Linked DNA regions of Capra hircus: region 2 is linked to region 1. A link is a contact called in public Hi-C data. All regions are on one chromosome and are shown on one strand. The core of a region is the stretch at or near the end of the contact, and the rest is flanking DNA. Distances in the headings are between cores, read along the strand shown.

Region 1 (7,109 bases), core at 3,633-6,132:
CGCCAGCGGTAAGGACACGGGTGTAAACAGGGTAGGCCACGTCCTGGGCAGAGAGCGCGTCGACCAGCAGGGCTAGGTCTGCCTCAGGCACTTGGAGCTGGGATGAAGGGCAAGGCTTACATTCCCGGGGACCCAGCCTCTCACAGCTTCCTTCGGATCCAGACAGTATATCCAAACTGACTTCTGAAAGCAATCTTGTGCCCATTTTTGCACAGCTGCAAAGATGGCCTGCTCGGTCTTAGCGATCTCTTGAAAACACACACGGACCACCTTCTATCGATTTTAACAGTTCCTAATTACTCACACTTGGCTAAGCCAGGTGGCCCAGGCTTCCCGTTTCTCCTCTGCTAATGCCCACTTAAGAGCCTTCCTCTGAGTCCAGCCCTTTTCTCAAAGAAGAGCAAAAATTTAACTACCAGTTGACTTATAAAATTGTTCACAGATCGGGGGGAGCGGGCAGGGCAGGGGCGGTGAATGTTGAAATTGATGATTCAGGGTTATCTCAGGCTTCCAACTAGAGTAATTCAGGAACTCTACAACACCCTTGTTTTCATATTTAACACCTCTAAAATAATGTTGCTTCATGAAATCAACAGTATATCACAGCTTGAAAGCAGTTTTCTTTTTGTAGTGATGCATGAAATAGCGGTATGTCTTAAAACTGATAGCACCTTGGAGTAAAGAAAATACAATATCCATGTCAAAGGTGAAGCTTATACGTTGTGAAGCGGGTAACTATACACAAATGAGCAAGATGACTAAGCCGACAGGGAGCAGAGGAGACCGTGGCAACTACACTACGGCTGCCGTGATCTCAAGAGCCACAGCTCAGATCCACTAACTGCTGCGAGGTGAGGCTGCGGCTCCAGTGAAGTCAGAGTTTCACCATTTTCCATGAAAATCCCCGGGCTTTAAAACACGACACAGACAACACTAAGCAGGGTCCCTGGACAGTTCTGACCTGGAAGCCATCAGTTTACAACCCCTGACACTTATGTCTATCTTACTTTATCCTGAATAATTTAGCTCTGAAGACTTTTCAAGATATTTGGGAGAGGGAGCATGTTAAAAATGAGGCTCATAGACTCAAACTAGGTTCAAATCCTGGCTCTACAACTTATTCACTGTGAGTCCTTATGCAGGTCACTTCACCTCTCTGAGCCTCCACTCCTCAACTGTAAATCACAGCATACCTCACTGGGTTTTTATGAGGACTATATGAGACAGTAAGCATATAAAGGCCTAAAACACAGTGCCACAGAGACTATCCTTGTTTGTATGAAACAAAGAGGGAAGGCAATGTACCATCCCATGTCAGGCTGGCCTTCATCTCTATGCCGTCTGCCTCATTCTAACCATCAAAAAAAAAATTTAATGCCATACCTAAGGAAAAAGCTATCACACTTTCACTCAACAGAAAATCCCATAAATAAAGGATACATTTTTATGTTGTAATAAAATATTCCAGAAGGTTAACAGCAATATTCACAAGTAGACTGTGCCAAAATGAGCTGCAGCTTGCCAAAAAAATAAACAAAAACAAAAAGCAAAAACAAAAAACCACCAAGGAACTAAGCCAAATGCAGAAACTAGTCCAGATTCTTCTGACTCCAAACCAAATCTGATGCTGGGCCCTGAGTCAGAAATTTGGTGAATCTGCTAACCCCTCTGACACCAAAGTCCTTTGTCTGATAGCAATTTCAAATTTGATTACCTCAGTGGACCTAATTTGGATCTGGTGAATATGAACCATAATTTACCAGAGGAACCCTGGCCAGGAAGGCACAACAAAAAATAAACAGCACATGCGCTCACACAAGCAAAGCCCGCACTTAATCCCTTTCATTCGACAAGCTGGACAGACCTAGAACAATGCCTTCTGTCTTGGCATCCCGCGGTTTTCTGGGTTAATGCAGTGTTTCATCACCAGCGGTACCTACAGCTAAAGCCTCTCCGTGACAGGGCACAACTCAGTGCCCGCCAAACACACAATAATGCTTTTCATCAACCTCCAATAAACACACAAACATACGTCTATGAAATTTGCTAGGGACGAATGCCTATTTTACTAAGAGGTTTATCAGGTGACTCTTCCACCTGGCAATCAAAGTATCTTCCTGGGTGATGATGACCCACTGTACGCGGTATGAGCTGAAATGCATGCCTTGGGAAGATGTTTGTTCCACTGGGCTCTTAGATGCTCAAATCTTCCCCTTGTTTTCTAACACAGACTAATTCAGGAAGACAAAGCAAGCTGTGCAAATTCAACCATTTCTTGTTAATATTCGACGAAGGCAATACCCGATCTTCCGAAGGCCGACATGACAGCGTGAAACCCCCATAAAAAGCAAACACGGCCCACACGTGAAGTCATCAGAACCACCTTGCGCTTATTCCCCACCCCCAGTAGGAGAAGCTGAAATGGCTGTGACCTGTCTTTTGGAATATAGTGTGTGTAGAACAAAACAGTACCAGCAACCTGGCCATCGCTCAATCAATCAATACAATGTCTTCATCACCTCCTGCTATTCCCCATACAGCCCCAAACCCCCCTCCAGCAACATGAAGGAGTGAACTCAGTCAGACTATACACATACATACACACACCTCGATTCTGTTGACATTCCGTCCTTCACTTTCACCCTAGACACCAGTTAAGGTCACCAGAATTAACTCACCTAGACAAAAGTGGTAAGATGTGCTCTGGGTCGATTCTGACACTCGCTGGAAAGGCAGACAAAGCACAGACCACACCGACATGCCTGTGATTCACTCACCCAGTTGCATTTCCCAAAATGCTCATTTAGAAAACATTTTTTTTTTCCAGGATTTTAAGAGTAATCATGTAATTAAAAAAAAAAAAAAAGACCTAAGATGAGAGGCAGCGGTCTTTATCCCCCACAATACTTCCTGCCCCTTTGTCTGGGAATGTGTATCTCTCCACCTTTCTAAAAGCTCACTGGCGGCCCTCTATTGCTACTAATTAAATGGAGAAGTAGAGAATGAAAGAGAAAGCTCCTCAAAGAGAAAACCAGAGGAGAGGAGATCCCCCTGGGTAAATGAAACAAAGGTACTTTTCATCCTTCCCCTCAGTTAACTGCACGGAAACGGGGGTATTTTACAAAAGTCCAGCATGGCAAAATGATCGGAAATGCCAATACTTGCTTTGCTATCGCTGTTTGATAAAATCAACACCACAGCGAGCTTTACCAAGCGCCGTTAAAGCAGTAAGGGGTTGAAACGTACCCCCGACACTTTCCCCACCCTAAGACACCTATTCCATTACACACGGAACGCGCGCGCGCGCACACGTACACACACACACAACCAGGATAGGAAAGCTGACGGGAGAGAAGCCATAACATTGTCGAGTCTCGGATAAGAGCCTCTCTATTAACCCCACCCCTATCACCAGAGAAAGAGGGGATCTCAGAAAAGAAAGGAGAGGAAAAAAGAGAAACCCAGAAATCCTTGAATTTCCAGGCATTAACTTTTCATGAAATGCACAACCAGGATAGGAAATACCTCCCCGCTGAGTAATGCCTCATGGGTTGTAAATTCACCTCTCGAAAGGGGAGCCAGACCTGAGAGCGCACCCGGCCAGATGGCCAACCCCTCCTACCTGCTCCATCCAGCCTGCCCGTCACGCCGCGCCGGCGACAGCCTCCCACCCCTCTTTTTGGCAGCGCAACACACCAATAAGGGCCGAGCCTGGCTGGTCGCGAGAGGGCTGAGCAGTGAGTTAGCAGGATCGCCTCAAAAGGGGGGAGTGGGAACTCGCGAGGAGAGAGTGAGGGTAAAAAACAAAGCCCTTTGCAGGCAAGCGGACGGCCTCGGGGGCGTGGCTTACTTAATTGGCTTCATCAATAAAAAAGATCAATGGAGCTTCCTCCTTCCACCCGCCCCAGAGGGGCTGGATCCTCGGGTTGAGGGGGGCGGGGGGGGGGGGCGGCGGGAAATGGCAGGGCTGCAAGCGTCCTCCAAGTTTCCAGCAGCACCTGCCACCATGCGCGATCTCCCCCTCCCACCCCAAAGACCCCGAAATGCACACTCTCGGCTTCAGACTGTGCAAGACGGAGGGTCGGACCCGCACGGCTCACAAGGTTTCACCCGCTCCCACCGTAACAAGCACACACACACGCAGTAGAGCACTTGCTGACACCATCATGAGAAAGTTCCAGTGGGGGACACAATCCAGGTTTCCGCCGAGGCCCCGGGCTCCCCCGCGCGGCGCGGGTCTCTCCAAACGCGACACCCATCATGGACTCCAGGGCTGCAGGGGCGAGAGGCGGAAAGTTGCCCCACGGACCCGGGAGACGCAGCGCGGAGCCGCACGCGCCCCCCTCGCACCCAAAGGCGGGGAGCGCCGAGGGAACCCCAGCTCGCACCGCTTTATTTACCAACAGTGCGCTGCACCGGGGGGAGGGGACGCCGGGCGGAAGATTGTGAGCACCCCGCCGGGACCCCTGCCCCCGGACGCGCCCGCCTTTGGGGTGCCCCTGCAGGCGCGCGGGTTGGCGGGGGGATGAGCATCCAAGGGGGTCGTCCCAGTGCCCACCGCCGGCCGCCGCCGGGAGGGAACTCCCCGGGGAGTCCCGCGGGGAAGGGAGAGCCGCTCACCTCTTCTTCCGAAAGTCCGTAGACCGGCTCCCCGAGCCCGGTCGCCATGGAGCCGGCGCCCCGCGCGGGATCAGAGGCGCTCCCGGGCGGCTGGGCTGCGGCGCGTCTGGGTGGCCGGGTCTCCCCTCCTCCGCCGCCGCCTTCGAGGACGGCCGGCCCGGCGCCGCAGGTGAGGGGGCCCGAGTGCTCGCGCCTCGGCCGCTGCCTGCGCCGCTTCCTCCCGGAAGGCTGCGGACCGTGCGCTCCCGAGAGCGCGCCGTGCAGCGGGCGGCGGCGGCGGCGCGGCGCCCCCGGGCTTCCCTCCTCCCGCGCGCCCGCCGCTCTCCGCCCCTCGCCCAGCCCGCTCTCCAGCCTCGGGAAGCCGGCGCGCCTGCCCCTACGCCCTGTCCCTCCCGGTCCCCGCTCTCCCCGCCCTCTCCTCCGCCCCCTCCCGCCCCGGCGCCCGGAGGGGACCTCCCCGCCTCCCCGGGGCGGGCACACGCGCCCCCCAAGCCAATCACAGGCCGGGCTGGGGGGCGGGCCGCCGGGCTGGCTGGGTTCGCCCCCCCCACGCCCCCCTCCGGCTCGCCACGGGCGCCCCCGGCCGCGGGGCGGGTCTCAGAGGAGCGCGGGCGCTCGGCCCTAGGAGCAGACCCACCCTCCTCTCCGCTTTGCGGGAGTGGGCGTGCTGGGCATTTGGGGGCACTGGAGACATTTTCTACAAGAAAGTCCCATTTCTCTTCCCCGAGGTCTTTCTACGAAGAACCCTGGGCCCGCCGTGATTATTAAAGGGGGTTGGGGGAGGGAGAAGATGGATGTTTCTGGACACCTTTAAATTCTTGGCAAACCCTGGCAAGCCCAACTTGGCGGCTTTGTGGGCGCCCCGGAGCCGGGCCTCGCGGCCGGGGAGAGGCTGCCCCGGCGTGGCCGCGAGTCGCCACTGCCTGCGTCAACCTTGCCGGGAACAAAACCGACCCGGCGCCCGCTCTGAGTACACGCCCACCCCCTCGAAAACCTTTAGCGTGGCTCTTTTGAGCCAAAGGCCACTCTTTTGTGATCCGCAACGTGAAATCGCAGACTGAAGTTTAAGGTTAACCTCTGCAGAGGCAAGCTATTAAGACATCGTATTAGCCATGGTAGGGTTCTTCCCACGTCCCGGCTACTGTTTCTCCAGCAAGCAGTTCATTTAATCCATCAGATGTATAGGAACGCCAGAGACTAAATTAAAGAGAGAAATTAGTCACTCGACTTTTTCAGGAAGCCTGTCCTTACATTTCGTTGTTAAGTACAGTTGTGGGTTCAGAAAGGAAACAAAAGTAGAACATGCTATTTGCCTTTGAAAAGAAAACATCAAAGTGCCCTCTTTGGTATTCACAGGGTGCCTTTAGGATTTTCATTCAAGTCAGTTGTTTCAGAAAGCAATCACGTGGTCCCAAAGCCTCCCCCCAACCGAGCCCGACCGCAGCTCCTGTTCTAAGTATCTAGCTGGCTTTCAAACGAAGGGAAACACCCGTCCTAATAGAAGCTTTCCTTTGCCTCCTGACAACATGGCTGTGGCTTAAAGTTGTGCGAACGCTGGATTTTCTTTCCAGACAAAGCCCCTTGGCGTCAACACCCTACTCAGAAGCCTTCTCCCCACATCGTGAGCCAGTAAATCACAGGGCTGAGATGCCACAGAAGCCCAACCGAGAAAAAAAAAATCACATTTATGGAGGAACAGTTAAAAAGACGATTCTCTGTACCTTCTGTCCAGGCCAAAGTTTTTTTACTTTTTCAGATCTACATTATGTTTCTTTTCATAAAGACTTGCAAAAACACACACACAAAGGCCCACACAAGAATTCCCATGTGCTCTTCAACAAGCCTGTGGTTTCTACAGGAGTTACTGCTCCTTTATCCTCGCTAGCCAGGTCTTTGTCAAGTTTTGTACAGTTTTTTATATGAGGGGAAAGGTAATCTTTTTTCAAATTTTAAATAGAAACTTGTAATTTCTAATTACACGGAACACCCTTCCCACACCTCGTATTGTAGTGTTAGTCGCTCGGTCGTGTCCGATGCTTTGTAACCCTGTGGACTGTGCCCCATCAGGCTCCTCTGTCCATGGGATTTCCCAGACAAGAATACTGGAGTGGGTTGCCATCCCCTTCTCCAGGGGATCTTCCTGACCCAGGTATGGAACCCAGGTCTCCCGAATTGTAGGCAGGCTCTTTACTGGCAGGCAGTGTATGGTTCTGGACTTTATCTCCAGGTGAGGCTCTATCCTCTGGGAACTCCAGGGGTGTATCCTGATTCCTCCCCCTGCCCTGTCTCCAGGGTTCTGCTCCCACGCCCCCACCACAATAGTCTGCACCTGCCTACACTCTGGGGTCACGCCCTGGGCTTTCCCTAAGGCATACTATGAGAAATTACAATATGAAACTTGCCTCACGTCATGTACTGTAGAGGTATTGATAAAATTGTGATCTTTACCATTTAGTGTTTCCTATAAGAAGACTCAAACAAGTTATTTA
Region 2 (6,839 bases), core at 3,418-5,917, 78 kb before region 1:
GGCTGGATGGCATCACCGACTCAATGGACATGAGTTTGGGAGAACTCCAGGAGTTGGTGATGGACAGGGAGGCCGGGCGTGCTGCGATTCATGGGGTCGCAAAGAGCTGGACACGACTGAGCGACTGAACTGAACTGGTTAAAGCTAAGCTTTCAAAGTCTTTTTGGCTTCACTCCTCTGTTTCAGAGATGAGGAGAGGGAGCCGGACAAGGACGCAGAGCTGATGCAGGGTTCTGCTGGCAGGATGAACAAGGAGGCCTGTTTCAGAATAGAAAGTGGATGCTTTTATATGTATTTATATAAGAACATGTCTCAGGGACTTCCTGACAATCCAGTGGTTAAGACCTCACCTTCTAATGCAGGGGATACGAGTTCAATCCCTGGCTGGGGGGCTCACATCCCACCTGCCTCAGAGCCAAGAGGCCAAGGTGTAGAACAGGCATACAGTGGAAGCAGTATTGTAGCAAATTCAATTGTTTTTTTTTTTTTAATGGTTCACAGAAAAAAGAATCTTTAAAAATATATACATCAAAAAAAAAAACCAAAAAAAAAATCTCAAACAATATAATCAAATTTGTTGAGAAACTGGTTCAAAATTCTAAGTAGCTCTTCCCAGAACTATCCAAGAACTCCTCAGTCCAAGAGTCCAAGAAGCCACTGTACATGAAATAACACGAAACACAAGTGCAAAGAGTGTGACCTGGTGAAAAGCATCAGGCCACGGCTCCGCCATCAGCAGTTCTGCTGACCGTCGGCCAAGCAGGTCACGGTGAGGCCCGGGTGCGTGAGATGAATCCGGTTCAGCGAGGGTCACGGGATCCACATTTGGGTTTGTCTGCGGCACATCTCCCAGGAGTTCTATGAAGGACACGTACAAACACGGCCTAATGAGACATCTGCGAGCCCGCTCTCCCCCCAGCCGGAAGGGGCCTAAGACTCCGACACTCAATGCCTCCAACTGAGATGGGCCTGAAAAGCTTCTAGAACAATGGGCAGATGATGACCAAGCAAAAGGATGAGCTGGATCCATTAGGTGTTGCCCTTCTTTTATCTGATCTTAGAGCACAGAGCTATAACCAATTCCAGGGCGACAGGCATACACGTGGAGGCCAGATGTGGAAAGCTCTGAATCAGCTGAAATCAGCTGCCCTCACTGTGGATAACTGAACACGCACGAGGCCCAGGCTGGACATGAACTTCTCAGTTAGACTCCACATAAGAAAACACGTAACCTGTCCAGACGGCTTTCTCAGGACATTCTCCATCAGCAACCTGGACTGAGCCAATGGCATGAATATATACGTGTTCAATAAGGCCATCAGGCACAAGGCTATTTGTTAAATCTCACCCGGGTCATCTGTTTCTTCGTTTTACTATTCTGAAAACATGCCAGAAAATCTTACCCCCTGCTAGATCCCCTCTTCTAATAAGAAAAATCTTGTGCACGCATGACAGGCGCTTCATAGCTTGGAACTAACCACACTGTATCGGGTGCTCGCGGCCAAGCGGGTTACTGTAGGTGGGAAATCATTAACTGTGTACAGTGAGAACCAGCGCCCAGTAATCCAAAGGCCAGGCTCGGCCAGGAAAACAAAAACATCGCTGCCCGCAACAGCCGTGAGAGAGGCTGCGTTTTTACGATCCAGGCATCTCAGTGGGCTGTTCAACCACAGAACATTAGGCAGGAAAGGTTTTTAGTTCACCGAATCCCAGCATTGCACAGTGATAACAGCAAACACGGCTGGAAAGGGGAAACCTGCAAACCCGCAAAGGCCAGGCCGGGTCTGTGGCACCGATTCGCCAGGTAGTCAGAGGACAGGACAAAGGCGACCCAGGGCGAGCGGGAAAGGCAACAGGCGTTGGTTGCATTCTGTTTGTATGATGGAAGCTACAGTTCTTTAACTCAAAATGGAATCTATCCAGTTGTCCAGAGCCTCGTCCTTATTATGTATTCAGAGGCAGTTGGACATACAAATTCCCATTCATCCCATAGAAACCATTTTAGAGTACGGGTTCTTCCCCCCCTCTTCCACCCCCATCCCTCAGTTAAGTTTCCTGGGATAAGAAGAATTTTACAACCAACTACAACCAAGGAAGTTGAATAAATGAATTATGATGAGAAAGCTACAAAGAATCTGGCACTTTTGTGCAGCCATATTGCTATGCGTTAGTTGCTCAGTCGTGTCCGACTCTTTGTGACCCCATGGACTGTAGCTCGCCAGGCTCCTCTCTGTCCATGAGATTCTCCAGGCCAGGATACTGGAGTGGGTAGCCATTCCCTTCTCCGGGGGACCTTCCCAACCCAGGGGTCAAACCCAGGTCTCCCGCACAACTATCTGAGCCACCAGGAAAGCCCATCTCACGCAGCCACGTGACTATCTGAAATCAAAGCAGCACCGCCCGATGAGCCTTCTCTGATGCTGGGCAAGTCCTACACAGTAGCTGCCACATGCAGCTACTGAGCATCTGAAACGTGCCAAACGCCAACCGAAGACGCAAGTTTTAACTTTCATTTAGTTTTAATTATCTTACTTACCTAGCCTCACATGCCTAGTGCTTCCTGACTGGCAGGTACAGCTCATTCCCAGGAAGCGGCAGAGGATGCCAGAATACACAGTGTTATCAGAGAAAAAGCTCAACGGCATCAGGAGACGAGCAGAGAAAAAGGTCATAAGTGGGAGCAGCAAAAACAGTCACCAGGCCTAATTACCCCACCCCAGGAAGGGAGATAGACAGAAACTCACAGTCAACAGCAAGGGAGGGTGGACAGGCTGGGTGGGTGGGAAGCCCCCTAAGGGGCTGGGGTGGGGTGAGCGAGTGCCCCCAGGGGGATGAGATTCCTAAGAGGGGCTAATCAGCTTGGGTAACTGCTACATGGAAGCCTGAAAAGGATGGAATGACTCCTTTTTAGGGGAAAAACTCGCAATTTGGGGGACAGCCTCTCCAAGCAATAGACCTTCCCAGACTAAAGGGAGGCAATTAGTGAAGATGAAGGGGAAGAGCATGCAAAGCAAAAGGAACAGCAGATGCCAAGTTCCCAAGCCCGGAACTCACGTACCCTGCCTGCTGGCAGGAGGGACAAGGCCTGGGCAAGGGGGTGCCCCCACACAGCTGCTGAAATGGGACCAGCCCAAAGTGAGACACGCTCCAACTGCGAAACACCCGCCACATCCCAAACACCAGGCAGAAAAGAAAAGTATATAGAAGATCCCAATTTTTTTGTGAGTACTGAGTCCACGCTGAAATATTTTTGATAGAATGGATTAAGGAAAACATTAAAATTCATGTCATCTGTTGTTTACAAGACTTTGCAGGGGACCACTAGAAAAGGCAGGGTACATATGCGGCTTGCGTTCGTGGCTCACATTGTCTTTTCTTGGCAGCACCAGGGCAGGGCAGAGGGCGGAGAGGTGGGGCTGGTGGGCTCGGGGGCCGATCACGGGAGGCTGAGAGCCAGGCCTGGGCTTTTGGATCCAACTTTGATGAGGAAGGGGTGGGAATCTCATTTCTCCTTTGGAGAGATGGCTGCAGACAAGAGGTGGGGGAGGGAGGCGGGGAGGCCGGGCTGGAGACAGGCTCAGCAGGCACCCCTCCTCCGGAGGCCAGAGACCTTAGGAGCCCAGGATTTGAGTCACAGTGCTTGGGCTTGAATCTTAATTCCAGTACTAAGAAAATGCGTAACTAAGGACAAGCTACTTAATCTCTGTGTCTGAGCTTTGTCATCTGCAAAATGGGATCCTAACAGCCTTCCACTAGTGGACACGCTTTGTCCAGTGATTAGAACAGTGCATGGCACATCGTAAGCCCTTGATGGTGTTCTGTGATTACTATCACTGGATGAGGAATATGAAAGAAGATGGTAAACTGGGTTTTTAACTAAAAAACTGGGTAAGCAATGGGAGGCAAGACTTTGGGTGGGGAGGGGGCAGACTAGGAAGGGAAGTACTGAGTTGGCCAATAAGTTCGTTTGGGTTTTTCCATAAGATATGATGGAAAAATCCAGACGAATTTTTTTGGCAATCCGATAGTCTTGCTTTGGCCAGGCTGCATTTGAGATTCCCATGGACCATCAAGTGGACCTGTCAGATGGGAAACTGGCTCTCGAAGTGTGAGTTCAGAGTCAAAGGGTGCAGGTTGGTAATACAGTTTGCTCCTGCTAAGTCACTTCAGTCGTGTCCGACTCTGTGCAACCCCATAGACGGCAGCCCACCAGGCTCCCCCGTCCCTGGGATTCTCCAGGCAAGAATACTGGGGTGGGTTGCCATTTCCTTCTCCAATGCATGAAAGTGAAAAGTGAAAGTGAAGTCACTCAGTCCTGTCCGACCCTCAGTGACCCCATGGACTGCAGCCCACCAGGCTCCTCCGTCCATGGAATTTTCCAGGCAAGAGTACTGGAGTGGGGTGCCGTTGCCTTCAGTTTAAGACACATCAACTCACTTGTTGATGTGTGCTTAAAGCTTTGAAACGCCATGGGACAGAGTACAGAAGAAAAAAAGCGGGCGGGGGGCGACCCTGGGCGCCTGGAGGCCTGGAAGGAGAGGAGGAACCAGAGGGCAGCTGGGAAGGAATGATCCATAACACAAAGGAAGAAAAGACCAGCGGAGGAGCTGGGAGGCCTTCCGGGAGCAGAGAGAGCTGTTTCAAATGCAGCCGGAGGAGGAGGAAGACAGGCGAGACCACAGGCGGCACCTGGACACTGCAGGCGGGCAGCAAAGGCTGGCGTCCCACCCAGGTCACAGTCGCCCGTCCCCCTCGTCACTGGAGGAACAGACACACTGACAAGCTTGGAGAAAAAGAAGTAGACAGCAGCGAACAGAGTCTATTCTCGAAGGGATTACCTGCTATCAAGTGAAGCACAGAGGACAATGGCTGGAGAGGAACGCAGAATTTTTAAGGAAGATTTTCAAAAAGAAACATTACAAGGCCTATTTATATGCCATTTGGAAGAATCCAGAAGAAAGGAAGAAATGACTCATCCAGGGGTAAAAAGAGCGAGCTTCAGGAGAGGCATCCTTGAGAAGGTGACAGAAGATTCCTTGCTGGGGGAGGGCTGGCCTCAGACAAGAGCCAGCCGGGCTTCAGCCCCTGTGGGGAGCAAGGCAGCAGGAAGAAGACGCAGCTGGGGGTAAGAAGTCTGACGGCCTGGCTCCCTTCTCTCAACGAACTCTTAAGAAGCGAGTCCTCAGCTAAGAAGAGGAGGGGGTGTGGAAGAACTGACGACTAATCAGAAGTTATGAAAGTTTTCCTGCAGCTGGAGAAATGGCCCCAAAAACGCAGTGAGACGCCTGAGAGATGCCCCTCGGAGGTGTGAGGTCACAAACATGACGGATCCAGCTAACACTGTCTTGGGAAAATGAGTTTGACCCAGAATGGGCAGTCTTAACCAGGGCTGCTTGGGGTCTCCTTAGGAAGTCCAACAGAATAAGACGATCCAAGTGGTCTGGGTGTTCTGAGGAGGCACCCACTAAGTCTAGGCTGCCATCTCAGGGCAAGAGGGGTGTGGTGACCACTAATGAAAAGGAGGTGGGGGTCCAGAGAGCCACCAAACTCTGGATTCTGAAGGGAGACTCTCACGTGGGAAGGACGGGCATGGAGATCTGAGAGCAGGATGTCTTAAATCATGATTCCAGAGGTTAATCGAGACAAGCTCTAAAGACGGTCAATACAAAGAGAGGCAGAAAGGTCACCGGGGCTGAGAGGTCAAGAACTGAGAGGCCAGGTTGCCGGGTGGATGGACAGACAATGATGGATGGAGACCGAGCTTGGGGAGGAAGGCGTCAGAGGAGGAGGTGATCAGGAGACCAGGACAGAATGAGGGAGGACGCAGAGCTACAGCTGATGGTACAAGTTTCAACAGGAGCTGAAATTCAAAAGAGGGGAAGGGAGGTCAGCTGGAAACGGCAATAAGGGAAAACCACTCCTTAAGATGCAGGAACAGGCAGCCAGGTTTTCACAACAGCAAAGAGGTGATGGAACATCTTCAGAATGCGGGGGGCACGGGAAAGAATGGCGTAGCCAATGCATATATTGTAGCAGGCGGCCCCACTTTGTAATGGGTGGCTCACCTGGTGGCGAAAAATACGGTAGCCTCCTAACTCAGCAGTACCCCAGCACGCCCCATTTGCAAAGTCACCACACGTTTCAAGCCTCTCACGAAGGGCAGGCTAGAGGTATAAAGGCGATGGCAGCCCCACGGTTCGCTAAAGTACGTTCCCGACACTTGTCAGTGACTGACTATAGCCAAGCTGTCACCAGCTTGTTGGAACAGAACCATCACCTCCACTCCAGCCCGACAGCAGGCCGGCAGCTGGACACCAAAGTCAGCCACCACTAGAGGGCGACACAGCCCCAAGACTTCAGCAACTCCCAGGCACTAACTTGGATCAAGCTCTCAGCAGCGGCAGAGACTGATTGACATTTCTCTCCAGTTCATAATTCAGTTACTTCAATCTTGAAGACGGAATACTAGAAAAATACAGAGAGGCCATGGGTACAGATATGCACAGAAAAAGGTCTCAAAGGTTTTAATGACCCTATTTGCAAAACAGAGAGACAGACATAAAGAACAAAGGTATGGATGGTTGCTGCTGTCGGTCCCTGGCCAACTCCTTGCAACTCCACAGACCGCAGCACGCCAGGCCTCCCTGTCCCTCACTACCATCTCCTGGAGTTTGCCCAAGTTCATGTCCACTGAATACCAAGAGGGAAAGGGAATGGTGGCAGGAACTGACAGACTGGGACGGGCACATACATATTATTGATATTATGCATAAATAACTAGTAACAACAAACTGCACCGCAAGGGAACTCTGCATGCACTGTGGGGCCCGGACGGGAAT

The links. A called contact is a pair of places that touch in the nucleus more often than the background predicts.
Region 2: a Hi-C map of blood shows a contact between it and region 1, with 2.1 times the contacts expected there. The contact joins the enhancer-like site here to the promoter of NEDD4L in region 1. A contact is called at or near these places in 3 of 5 Hi-C or Micro-C datasets (all in blood).

The regions. Positions count from the first base shown.
Region 1 is chr24:57,363,045-57,370,153 of ARS1.2, reverse strand. It overlaps NEDD4L (E3 ubiquitin-protein ligase NEDD4-like), which reads right to left and starts at 4,882. Exons shown (of 31, transcript XM_018039444.1): 1 at 4,621-4,882. The coding sequence starts at 4,668.
Region 2 is chr24:57,440,814-57,447,652 of ARS1.2, reverse strand. All of the region lies in intron 1 of NEDD4L (E3 ubiquitin-protein ligase NEDD4-like), which reads right to left. Among named protein-coding and RNA genes, the nearest start is that of TRNAE-UUC, 63 kb to the right of the region's middle. Within about 2 kb of position 4,667, at least 1 of the 5 cell types and tissues checked has an H3K27ac peak or open chromatin away from gene starts, as enhancers often do.